4 separate regions of the Mus musculus genome follow, and all the other regions are linked to region 1. A link is a contact called in public Hi-C and HiChIP or PLAC-seq data. All regions are on one chromosome and are shown on one strand. The core of a region is the stretch at or near the end of the contact, and the rest is flanking DNA. Distances in the headings are between cores, read along the strand shown. Region 1 holds the start of Sorcs1 (sortilin-related VPS10 domain containing receptor 1). Region 2 overlaps Sorcs1 (sortilin-related VPS10 domain containing receptor 1). Region 3 has its middle 230 kb from the start of Sorcs1. Region 4 overlaps Sorcs1 (sortilin-related VPS10 domain containing receptor 1).

The links. A called contact is a pair of places that touch in the nucleus more often than the background predicts. HiChIP or PLAC-seq counts read pairs in DNA pulled down with a chosen protein or histone mark.
Region 2: an H3K4me3 HiChIP or PLAC-seq map of neural progenitor cells shows a contact between it and region 1, with 18 read pairs. The contact joins the enhancer-like site here to the promoter of Sorcs1 in region 1. A contact is called at or near these places in 1 of 39 promoter capture datasets (neural stem cells), 1 of 484 Hi-C or Micro-C datasets (cortical neurons) and 5 of 115 datasets of contacts at active chromatin or transcription factors (astrocytes, embryonic forebrain, embryonic stem cells and 2 more).
Region 3: a contact with region 1 is called in a Hi-C map of cerebral cortex, with 3 times the contacts expected there. The contact joins the enhancer-like site here to the promoter of Sorcs1 in region 1. A contact is called at or near these places in 2 of 39 promoter capture datasets (both in the 3T3-L1 cell line), 3 of 484 Hi-C or Micro-C datasets (cerebellar granule neurons, cerebral cortex and neural progenitor cells), 1 of 115 datasets of contacts at active chromatin or transcription factors (neural progenitor cells) and 1 of 9 other capture datasets (liver).
Region 4: a contact with region 1 is called in a Hi-C map of cerebral cortex, with 4 times the contacts expected there. The contact joins the enhancer-like site here to the promoter of Sorcs1 in region 1. A contact is called at or near these places in 1 of 39 promoter capture datasets (hippocampal neurons), 4 of 484 Hi-C or Micro-C datasets (cerebral cortex, cortical neurons, neural progenitor cells and 1 more) and 2 of 115 datasets of contacts at active chromatin or transcription factors (neural progenitor cells and oligodendrocyte precursor cells).

What each region holds. Positions count from the first base shown.
Region 1 is chr19:50,677,159-50,680,087 of GRCm38.p6, forward strand. It overlaps Sorcs1 (sortilin-related VPS10 domain containing receptor 1), which reads right to left and starts at 1,488. Exons shown (of 26, transcript NM_021377.3): 1 at 753-1,488. The coding sequence starts at 1,310. It overlaps Gm26629 (predicted gene, 26629), which reads left to right and starts at 247. Exons shown (of 8, transcript NR_166832.1): 1 at 247-358.
Region 2 is chr19:50,439,104-50,442,032 of GRCm38.p6, forward strand. All of the region lies in intron 2 of Sorcs1 (sortilin-related VPS10 domain containing receptor 1), which reads right to left. Among named protein-coding and RNA genes, the nearest start is that of Gm26629, 240 kb to the right of the region's middle. Within about 2 kb of position 1,553, at least 39 of the 459 cell types and tissues checked have an H3K27ac peak or open chromatin away from gene starts, as enhancers often do. A contact at or near this core is called in astrocytes, cortical neurons, embryonic stem cells and 3 more, where this site is marked.
Region 3 is chr19:50,907,296-50,910,224 of GRCm38.p6, forward strand. No RefSeq gene overlaps it. Among named protein-coding and RNA genes, the nearest start is that of Sorcs1, 230 kb to the left of the region's middle. Within about 2 kb of position 1,541, at least 9 of the 459 cell types and tissues checked have an H3K27ac peak or open chromatin away from gene starts, as enhancers often do.
Region 4 is chr19:50,524,863-50,527,791 of GRCm38.p6, forward strand. The region is part of intron 1 of Sorcs1 (sortilin-related VPS10 domain containing receptor 1); the gene reads right to left. Among named protein-coding and RNA genes, the nearest start is that of Gm26629, 150 kb to the right of the region's middle. Within about 2 kb of position 1,444, at least 12 of the 459 cell types and tissues checked have an H3K27ac peak or open chromatin away from gene starts, as enhancers often do. A contact at or near this core is called in cerebral cortex and oligodendrocyte precursor cells, where this site is marked.

The DNA.
Region 1 (2,929 bases), core at 238-2,737:
TTTCAGCTCCTCCCTAGAGGAGGTCAGTCGGTGGGAAAACAGGGAGTTGTTGTCACTGGGATCTATCTATCTGATCTTCCCCAGGCTGACCATGCCAGAGAACAACTGCCCTTTCATGGGCTAGAAAAGCCTGGCTCTCAAGATGCACTTGCTAATGCTGTCAGGAGATGCTGGGGAGCCTCTGCACTGAAACTTGCATCCGTTTGGTTCCCAAATAGATTTCTAATACCAAAGGGCACCTTATATCGTACTGCAGTTTGCCTTCTCCGGGGTAGAACAAGGGGCTAGGAGCTCTGTATAAAAATAAAATAAAAAGCCCACAGAGGCGACTTCTCCGTGTGCTCCATCAGTCTATCAGGTAAGGAAATGTCCCTTCAGGGGATTTCAGTGGGCTTGGAGATTTAACCCTTTCAGATCTTCATTAAAAATACTTTAACGCACATACAACCCCCATATTTGGTCTTCAGTTCTACTCTCCAGTGCCATTGAAGAAATAAAAAAGATCTGCCTGGTCCGTTCCAATTTGAACCTTTTGATCTGGAGAACACTCTGAAGGTGGCGGTGGGGGCACCCTAGTAGGCACCATTAACTCTTGGGGGAGGCTAGCTGGGAAGACTTCACTGTGCAGCATCTCCCAAGAAAGAAACCTCTTTGCCCCCCCCCCCTCCGCCCCCAATTCTCCGCCAGCTCTTACAGTGAAAGGTAACCCTTTCCTTCTCTCGCCCCTTTGCCCCCAGTTCCATTCTACTCACGCTGCTGTTGTGGCCAGACCAGTGGACCATAGCTTGGTTGTGTGCTGAGTCTCCTGTCAGAGCAAATGTGGTGCTGGTCAGTCTCAGCTCCTCCATCCGGAAGCGGGTGGCTTTGTCCGGGTCCCGTGCGCCAGTCCCAAGCCCCTGCTGCCCTCCATCCTTTAGCATGTCCCGGCGGCTCCGACTCGCACCCTCTCCGGGTTCAATCTTCTCGGGTTCCGTTCCACTCCGTCTCCTACGGCCAGAGCGTGCAGCGGTCGCCACTGACACCCTGCTGCCCCCAGCTCGCTCCAGAAACAGCGCACGGTCCCCGGGGGCCACTGCGAACAGGGGTCTCATGAAGAGGGGCGGGGGCGTGGCAGGAGCCCGACCCAGAGGTCCCGGGTGAGGAAAGCCTCTTGGGGTAAGGGTCCGGCGTGGGGTCGAGCTAGGGTGCTGCGGAGGGCAGCAAGAGAGGCTGCTGCAGACGCCGGGGGCTAAGAGCATCAGAAGCCCCGCTCCTGCAAGGAGCGCGCTCAGCCCGGCCGAGGAGCCGTCTCCAGCGCCAACTTTTCCCATCTCTGGAGCGTAGAGAAGCGGAGAGGGGGTCCCGGACCGAAGGCAGGCAGCGGAGCGAGGCTACAGGCTGACGGCGGCAGGGCGTGCGCTCAGGACCACAACTCCATCCAAGTTGGGCTGGGCGGCGGCGGGGCGCGCGGAGGCGGCGCCGGGCAGGTGCCTGCCGCTCGCCCAGGCTGGGCTTGTGCGGAGCGCGCGGGTTGGGACGGAGCTGCGAGCCACCGCCGCCGCCGCCGCCGCGCGGGGGTGGAGCCGAACTGAAGTCACGGGCGGAGAGGGCGCCGCGCGCCGGCTGGCGACGCGGGAGGGAGGGCGGGCTCTGCCGGGGCTCCGGGGCACTGCGTCCCGTCTCCGAGCTGCGCTGTGTCCAGGGCTGCGGGCGCGGGCTGCGCTGTCGCCTACCCTCCCCAAGGCGCGCCGAGTCCCCGCAAGCAGCCCGAGCAAGCACCCTTCCTCTTGGGGCGAGCAGCCCCAGGCTCCCGGAGCAGGCGCTGTGAAGGGTTTCCTATTCCTGTTTTCCCTTCTCTCTGTGGTTGTTTCTCCCCTTTTCTCTTTTTCTGGTCTTTTCCAGTTTAGAAGATGAGTGGGCTCTTGCTCTCCCTCTTAAACTGGGTGAGTTGGCATGTAGTCCTTACTTTGTGTGCCCAGGCCTGGAGAAGATCTCAGAAGGCAGCAGAGAGTGGTGCAATAAACTGTGTGTGTGTGTGTGTGTGTGTGTGTGTGTGTGTGTGTGTGTGTGTCCTGCTCAGTCTATGTGTGTGTGTATATATATATATAGTTGGTGAGATTTTCTCTCCTCTGTGATTCCTCCTAGATTTCAGGTCTTTTTAAGCACTCTCCAGTATTGAAAGCACTCACAGTTGACAACACAATTAAAGTTAAGATTCCCCAAGTATTTTGTAGTTATATACATCTTGGCAACTGTCCTTAAGAGACCATAAGCTCCTTGAGAGAAGGGAGACTCCGAAGTGACCTGTTTGCCGTATTATTCTCTGTGTTTGGTAACAGTGCACTGAATGGTAGCAAATGTAAGTGATTGGCTTGATGAGTATGTGTTGTGAGTTTGTTATAGATCTGTATATCAACAAATAGAGGAAATGTGTTGTATTCTTCTGGCATCACTGGTGTCTAGCTCAGGGTTGCTAACACATGCATTCAGATCCCCCCCCCCCCAGCAAGCCCGCGCTTGAAAGTGTTTGCTGTGGGACCTTCAGGTAATTGTGCTTCCCAAATATTAAATTAAGTGGTTGCAATACATGACCTTTAAAATCCTTTGTGACCCTAAAATTCTGTAATTATGTGATTATAATATCAATCCACCCAAGATCCCCTGCCTCTACTCAGAAATTGAGGTAATGATTTATAGTAGGTGGGAGCGCTTTGGAAATTGCAGTTCATCTAAAGCCAGGCCTTTTTCAAATTGTTAGTTGATGCCAAGGTTTAAATGCCATCGCATCTCTTTACCATTTCCACGCACCAAATAATGTCCTCTTGAGCACATGAGAATTATAAAATTATTGAAGGAATGTTTATGGATTGAATGAACAGATGTTATGAAATAGTGTTAATTCCCGTGTGCAGTTTGATTTTTGTTCAGTTTTGCACTTGGAATCATCATC
Region 2 (2,929 bases), core at 303-2,802, 240 kb before region 1:
TGCTTCAGTTTATGCCTAGACCATGCTGCCCTGGCTCCTTCTATGATATGGAAGAGTAAAATGAAATAAATCCTTTCCTTCCCATGTTGCTTTCTATTGTGTATTTTAGCACAGCAATAGAAACTCTAACTCAGCCATGATGATAGACATGACTTTCTCATCTCTTTCTCTATTTCCTCTCCTACCACCAGTGCCAGGAAGCTACCATTCTGAGCTCAGTTTGGTGCAGTGTGGTCTCAGCAGACAGAAGACCTGACACACTCAGCCTTTCCAGTCCCTGCATCTTCAGCACAGCACACTTCTTGACATTTCACAGCCAGTCTGAGAATCCCGGGGCTTTGCACAATTCTTAAACCACCAGCTCTCAATTCCGAGAGCAGGTTCCACTCACGTGGTGAAATGTTAAAAGATGCCAATCTGGGGTCATCTCAAGCCAATGTAATTAGATCTCCTGGTGGTGGGGAGGGGGTGTGTGTCAAGTTATATTAAAAGTTCCCCAAATGTAGAGCCTGCTTGAGATCTCATGTAATCCTTTTGAAAATACAATGCTGCCTTGGGATTTTTTTTCCCATCTGTTTTGGGTGAACCCTGCCTGACAGACTACACCTACTGAACACAGAGAGACTTGAGAATAAAATCCAATCAGTGCGCTTAATTTGACCAATTCCCTTAAATCAGAGCCACTCAACAAGAAACAAAGCAATAGCAGCAAGCCCTGACTGGCTGCCCACACAGCTCTTTCTTTATGAGATGGTCCTTTTATTTCTTGCACAGGAAGATCTGGTTAAAATGTAGCTTCCTGATCTTTGCCCCAACCTCAGGAATCAGAGCTCCTATTGACCAGAGAATTTGCATTTCAACAGGCTTCCCAGAGCATACAGAACACAAAAGTTTAGCACCCCAACTTCCTAAAAGGTCGCATTAATTAGAGATCTGCAAAAATCATTTCTTCCTGGCAATATAAGCTGCTGGGAGTTCTTCACCTGGTTACACAGCAACCTGAGATATAAACAATCCATTCTGAGGTCACATCCCAGGCCTTTGAGTGTGGTACCCAGATCTTTAAGTTTTTGAAAAGCTTCTTAAAGTATTCTAATAACAAGCATATGGCGAGCTGGTGCAGTCACTGGGCTGTAAAGATAATAATGATGATAAAGACTCAGGAAGTATATTTTGAAGGAGTATTTTCTTTGGCTAAGCATCATTTCCTAAACAAATTCTTCCATGTCCGTGAGGAAAGGGGAGCGAGCCTGTTTCCTGTCAGTTTGCCTTTTGCCCACGGAAGGAAGCACACATTGAGAAAGCACACATTTGAGGCAGTGGGCACTCTAAATATTCATTATTCAGTGCAGGGACTAAAGGCTCCCTAGGCATTATTAAACAAATTGATGAACACTAAGGCTGGATTTCAAGGCAAGAAAAATGCTGCTGGAACTGAAATCCACTGATTCTTCATTGAAAACTCTTGTAAGTAAAGACCCAGGAACTGACTCCATGGATTTCCCGGCGCAGGCGATAGTATTTACATCTCAAAAGGCTGCTCTGCCACCCTCGGAGGGAGACTGGCTATTGAGGATTCCCGAATGAGCACGGGTTGAAATGCAACTTAATTCTGTCTACTGAGGAGAGAGGTTTCAGAGCTCGCCCTGCTGGGTGCTGTGCATGGTATGGCAGTTATTATGGGAACAAATGCAAAGGCAAGCCAAATTACCTCTGCAGCCACCTGGTTTGCTCTTTAGCAGAACTTAGAGCCATGCACAAAGAACTCTGGGTTCTTATTTGTGGTCCTGAATTAATACGAATGGTGGGGGGGGGGGGGGGAGTGCGGGGGCAGTGTGCGGGGAGGGGGGAGTGAGTGGGGGAACGTCTTTTTCTTTTTTCTTTCTTTCTTTTTTTTTTTTGTACATTTTGAAGGTAGGGTGGAGGAAGATTCCAGAACAGTTCCTCTAATTCCTACTCAGCTCATAGCTACTAGAAGAGGCTTGGAGCACAGGAGCTTATAAAATGCCCTGTGGTACCATATTCTTTTAAGTGACAAAGGGGAAAAATAAAGAGCCAGCTGCCACTCACAGAGCAAAAGAAATGTCGAGTGTATTCCAGCTCCACCCGAATATCTGCGCCAAAACTAATCAACCTCATGTCCCCAGTAGGAAAGCCAAGAAGCTCCCGCCTATCCCAAGTCTGTGATTGGCTTCAAAGCCCTGTCATTCATCACTCTAATAAGCACTTAATAAGTAAATCAAAAGCTATTAAAACACTCTGACATTGAGCTTGCTTCCTCAAGCAAACCATAAAGGGCTAGAATTTACAACATTTACCAAGGACAGGGAGGAGGATGCTGGATTTATAAATGAATTTACTAGCTTGTTTCTTATGCTTCTCTCTCTCTCTCTCTCTCTCTCTCTCTCTCTCTCTCTCTCTCTCTCTCTCTCTCTCTCTCATCCCCCTGGGCCCTGGGATGTGATAAACTGAAATGGCTGGATGTCGTGATGCACTGCTAAACTCCTAGTTAAGTTTCACATCATTATGCAAGCAACTCTGGATTCCACTGGTGATTTATGAGGACGTGCTAGTGAGACCTCAGGAAAAAAACTCTCCCCTTTAAGTAAAGGGGCCTGAGGCTATTAGACCAATAGATGTACTTGGGATGCCAGTAGTGCCATAATACTGCACACCACTGCCTTCCCAATTGAAGTGCTGAAGGACAGAGTCAAATAAGACAGTAAAATAACCTGAGGCACATGGCAGCTGAGCTCCATCATTAACCAGGGTAACCTTGGATAAACCCTATGTAATTAATATCCAGTCCTTGGCTTCAAGTGTAAGACCCATGGGCTGCCATTTCTGGGAAACCCAACGTCACAGCAAACTCCTTGCTTCTCTGGCTCATCCCATCTCCCTGGATCCTCTTTCTCATCAGTCTCTGAGG
Region 3 (2,929 bases), core at 291-2,790, 230 kb after region 1:
GGATTATTTTATTAGAAAACAAACATTATAAGCAAATATAAAAAAAAAGACAAGGGAGGGAAATCATGCTCTTGTGGCTTATTAATTAGAGATGCTAAAGTTCTACTGTATGAATGATATGCTGATAAGTTAATTGTTTGTAACAAAAACAGAGCCATTACAAAAACAACAAACATAATTCACAATTCATCATCAGTTGATTTCAACTTTTTTCATCTCAAGACTGTAACATGTTGCAAAGTTGTGTGCTTTTGGAAATGATATCCTACTATTGAAACTCCACCTTGGTTGAAGTCCCACAGTAAGCAGCAGTCACCCCACAGGTAACTGCTCTGGCTTTCCAGGGTCTGGGACTTGCTGTTACTATGCTGAAGTTTTTATATGACAAGAAAAGCCCTTTATTTTCTTTTTTTTTTATCTGTTTTTTAATTAGGTATTTTCCTCGTTTACATTTTCAATGCTATCCCAAAGGTCCCGCATACCCACCCCCCCAATCCCCTTCCCACCCACTCCCCCTTTTTGGCCCTGGCGTTCCCCTGTACTGGGGCATATAAAGTTTGCAATGGGCCTCTCTTTGCAGTGATGACCGACTAGGCCATCTTTTGATACATATGCAGCTAGAGTCAAGAGCTCCAGGGTACTGGTTAGTTCATAATGTTGTTCCACCTATAGGGTTGCAGTTCCCTTTAGCTCCTTGGGTAATTTCTCTAGCTCCTCCATTAGGGGCCGTGTGACCCATCCAATAGCTGACTGTGATCATCCACTTCTGTGTTTGCTAGGCCCTGGCATAGTCTCACAAGAGAGAGCTATATCTGGGTCCTTTCAGCGAAATCTTGCTAGTGTATGCAATGGTGTCACCATTTGGAAGCTGATTATGGGATGGATCCCTGCATATGGCAATCACTAGATGGTCCATCCTTTCGTCACAGCTCCAAATTTTGTCTCTGTAACTCCTTCTATGGGTGTTTTGTTCCCATTTCTAAGAAAGGGTAAAGTGTCCACACTTTGGTCTTCGTTCTTCTTGAATTTCATGCGTTTGGCAAGTTGTATCTTATATCTTGGGTATCCTAAGTTTCTGGGCTAATATCCACTTATCAGTGAGTACATATTGTGTGAGTTCCTTTGTGATTGGGTTACTTCACTCAGGATGATACCCTCCAGGTCCATCCATTTGCCTAGGAATTTCATAAATTCATTTTTTTAATAGCTGAGTAGTATTCCATTGTGTAAATGTACCACCTTTTCTGAATCCATTCCTCTGTTGAGGGGCATCTGGGTTCTTTCCAGCTTCTGGCTATTATAAACAAGGCTGCTATCTTTATTTTCAAATGACTTTGAAATAATAAATTGGGGGATTTTCTTTCAATTCTGCTCCATTTCTCCAAAACAATCAACAGCCATCTTTTCTTAAATGGTTTTAGTAATAGAGAATATTCCTCCCTAAAGCTTTTTCTCATATCAAAATTTGAAATGTGATTCATGACTCCTGTTTATAACTGGGTTTTTTTTTCTCCTTCATGGTAACATTATTTGCCCTCCCTAGGCTGTAACGAGATCACACATGAAGATTTGGCTGATAAATCAGGAGTTGGATGACGAAAAGCACTTTGGCAGGCACTTGGTAAAATATGACTCACAGATGGATAATATTTGGTTGGCACAAAAGATGCCAGCTCAATATTTAATATTCTCTTCCAATTCGATATGAACATTTAAATTCATTACATAGGAATCTGGATTTCTGTTTTCTTGTAAAAATTTTGGGGATCTGCCACCACTCAGCCCACAGAATTCCTTGTAACCATTAGCATGACTAAGTCAGGTTTTGCACGAGTTCAACTTCTCCCTATTTCTTCTTAATCCGCATCTATACAGAAAGCTGAACTTTCTTCTGTTTCTGCTACAGTTTGAGTTGTTTTCTTATCATAAGGCAGAAGTGAAACATTCTTTGGATATAGGTATTTATTAGAAGCAAGCAAATCAGTCTCCTGTAATAAATTAGAATAGTTCAATAAAGACTAAAAACATGCAGTAGGGAAGGGATGTAAGAATCTGAGGTAGTGGTATGCATCATGCTCACTGTGCAAGTCAAATACAGATGTGTAAGAAAATTTAGGGTAAGCAAAACAAACTATGCTATTCAGTCAAAGAGATCCATGTAGAGATATAAAAGTAAAAAAGAATATATGAGGAAAAAAGTAAGTCTGCTTTTATATTCCTGAATTAGGAATCAGGTAGGAGTCTACAATTGGACAGTCATTCACAAAAACCAAACAACAAGCAAAAAACAAACAAGCAAGCAAGAAAGCAGGAAAAAAAGAAGAAAATGTAAATGTGTCATGGTAGAGAAGGGCGTAGGAAAATATTACTAAGCTATTAAGGTAATAGCAAGAGAAGGGTACCTATCAATTCTGGGCTGATGGAAAACGAGGAGTAATTCCTTGAAGCTGAAATTAATATTTGTGAAAGTGCCAGAGAAGGTTCGACCCAGGCTGTCACAGAAGAGAATGCAGTCTGTGTGTGAGTGTCCTTAAGTAGGGTGATCAGGTTTATTCAGTGAGCAGACACTAAGTGCCCATTTTAGGATGTTTTGTTGATTCCCAAAATGAAGGAGGGTCTTATAATGATTACTGGTGGATTAGAGGCTACAGCGGGGGCCCAAACAAGAGAGGAAACAGAAGCAAATGGAAAAGGAAATTCTTCCTTTTCCAACCTTGAAGTCTCTCTCTAGTGCCCTCTCTGGGCAGATCCTATGGTAGCTTCTTAAGTCAAAATGGGTTTCTCATCATAAAACACGTTAAAAATGGAGGTTGACACTGAGTGTTTATAGCCCAATAACTAGTATATAATCTAGTACTCACAGACTAGAGAGTCTGACTTTGGCCGTAGCAATGAAACCAAAATGGAAAAATGTAGGGAAAAAAAAACT
Region 4 (2,929 bases), core at 194-2,693, 150 kb before region 1:
CAACAAACAGCAGAGTTCTTGTCCTTGAGGAATTTACAAGGTAGTAGTGGAAGATACAATAGGAGGTAGCGAGGCAGCATTACATAAGTCGATACACTACAACGTCCTGTATAACATGAAGTGTGGGAAATGAGACAGGAAGTAAGAATGAACAGTTTAGGGGCAGAAAAGGGAAGAAAGAGGTCAATAGCTACTCTGGGATGGGAATGGAATATCTATTTATGTGTGGATGCAAACAGAGGGAGCTAGGACAGAAATAATTTTATTAGATATTTTTTGTATGAACTTGACATCTTCCATCTTAGCTTCAAGTATAGTAAGAACATTTCCTTAATCTGTCCTCGCAAGCTCTCTAGAATGTCAAATCAAATGTCCCAAGAAAAGGACTTACTTAAAATCATTGTTTAATTGAATCCTACAGTGAAACTCAGAAGGAATCAGAGGCAAAATGGAGCAGAAAGTGCATCTGGCACCTCAAAGAGACTAACTTGCCAAGAGTTTTAACGTTGAGAAGGCAAAAACTACAGTAAATTGTGGCTATAGTGAAAATTAGGGGAACCCATCACTGCCTGTGCTGTGGGGTAGGTGTTAGGCACTGCTAAAACACTATTAGTGTCATTATTAATAATCATCATCCATGTTGGTCCATTCAAGAGTTCTGATGTTCGTGGTCTTTATAAAAGAAGTGAAGACCTTGTGGGAAGAGACATTTGATTCAATAAGTAAAAGCTGTTGCCCTCTCCTCTGGTGCCCTGGTTGCTTTGAGAAAGGCTATTATTCATGAAAATAGTTAGACTGCATTTATGCCAAGACTGGTCATTTTGAACAGCACTTGATAGGTATCTTGATGAAGTTCCATGACGACCAGAGATGCTTGCTGCAGAAACACAGCTGTACATCCAGCCATACCTGGCTCAGATTTTGTGTGGCTACTTGGCTTGTTTGCAATCACTGACACTGATAAAGTCTCAGTGGCATAATAGCCCTTTCCACTAAGAGCAGAAGGTAGCACTTGCTCTGCTGGTCCAACAGGGGGTAGCTGTGTCTGGTACAAAAGCAACAGTGCTTTGGTCGGTGTAACCACAATCCTTGATTTTCTTGAAGGTATTCAACGAACAGCATCAGGATACATTCACTGGCTCTCTAAGCAAGATGTTCTCCTTATTTTGTGAGCCAGCGATGAGACTCTTCCTGCAATGCCCCCTCTAGTGTTGCAACATTAACCCCTCTAAAAGGTCTCTTTCATGTATTTTTTTTCTTGTCTACTTTTGATATCTGTTAGTAAGACGAGATCAGCTGGTACCACAAGGGAAGCAACTGCGGCTCGGTGGTGACAGAGCGGCAGCAGATACAGGGAAAAGATGTATGCCTGAGGCAGAGCTTTAGAAGTGGGAGAGCCACAGGAGCAGCTGGCAGTCTTGACATCAGCAGAGGCACAGCTGCAGAAGCCCAGAGGAGTAGCAACGTTGGAGAGAAGCAGCTGCCGCGGTGTTGGCAGAAGACAGAGGCAGAGCAGTAGCATAGACAGCAGCAATGGAGATGCCCTCAGTCACAGCAGGGATAGAAGCAGCAGCAGCGGCTTCAAGGACCTAGGATCCTGACATTGTGGACTCAGATGCTACAATATCAGCTACTGTCAAGAAGTGGAGAATATTGAGTTCTTTGACCTACACAAGAACTATACAATTTGTCTCTGTAGGGCTGAAGGTCTCAGTGCCCAAGGCCTGTACCAGAGTTGCTAACAATACAGGGTGACACTTCCTGTTGCTTCCTATGTCTCTTGCTGCCACGCACTGTTGTCAACACGTAGGGGTTATAAACACTGCCAAGCACCAACACTGGCAGAGTTCCTCCTTGCTTCCCCATGATGTCTATCTTGGTGGAGCTAAAGGATCCAGGCAACATGACGGGTAAGAAGTTAGTTATGTCAGACTAGAGCAACACATGAAATCTCTTTTTTGTTTTTTAAGTGTCGTTTGTATGCCTGGTTTGTTGGTTTGCTTTTGTGTTTGTTTTGAGACAGGGTCGCCAACAGCCCAGGCTGTCCTCCAATTCTCTACCATGGCTCCCTTTGCCTCTACCTCCAACATGCTAGAATTACACACCTTGTTACACAATACTAGAGATTAAAGTGAGGCAGTTGTATGTCCTAAGCAAACTCTCTGTCTCTGGAGGCACAGCAGCAGTATCAGAGTCTTGGAGAATAGATTTTCATCACCTGCTTTAGCTCATGTGAAGTACAGTGGGATGATTCTTGGCAAAGACATACAGAACAAAGCAGATTGAGGCTGATAACTCCACCTCTATATATGAGAAAAGAGTGGGGATGAGTCTGCTGATGGGAAGTCTCATAGAAGCCCATTCCATAGTTCCCTTAGAGGCAAAGCCGCCACAGAGGTGCAATCAGGAAGTAGTAATGAAAAGAAATCAGCCATTGTAAAAGATAAAAGCAAGCTGCTTATGAACGCAGGTTTACTCCAAGTCAACTTGACAGCTACTTAGTGAGCATCTACTGCACGCCCTCACGAAAGCAGCCACACTAGCTCTGAAAGGATCCATGCCAAGCTGCTGTCACCAGAGAGAGGGCAGATCCGAGTTAAAAGAAAGGAGAAATTTATTATCATTTTTTTTCCTGTACATTTTCGCTTGGGTTTCTTGTAGCAGTGATATGTCACTTGTGTGATTTTTAAAGGGGAAAAGATTCATGAATATATACATTTAAAATAATTTGTCGCATTGCAAATCGATACAATAAAGACCATTGGGTTTGGATGCCAAGGAGATCGGCTCCAAGCAAATTGAGACTCCTCCTTATCCCATCATTAAAGCAGGCCTGGGAGCAGCCACAAAAGTGTTAAGCTATTAGTCTGTGGTTTTTGAATATGGCCTCAAGTAATAAAGCTCTGTTTCAATTTAAAATGTTACATTT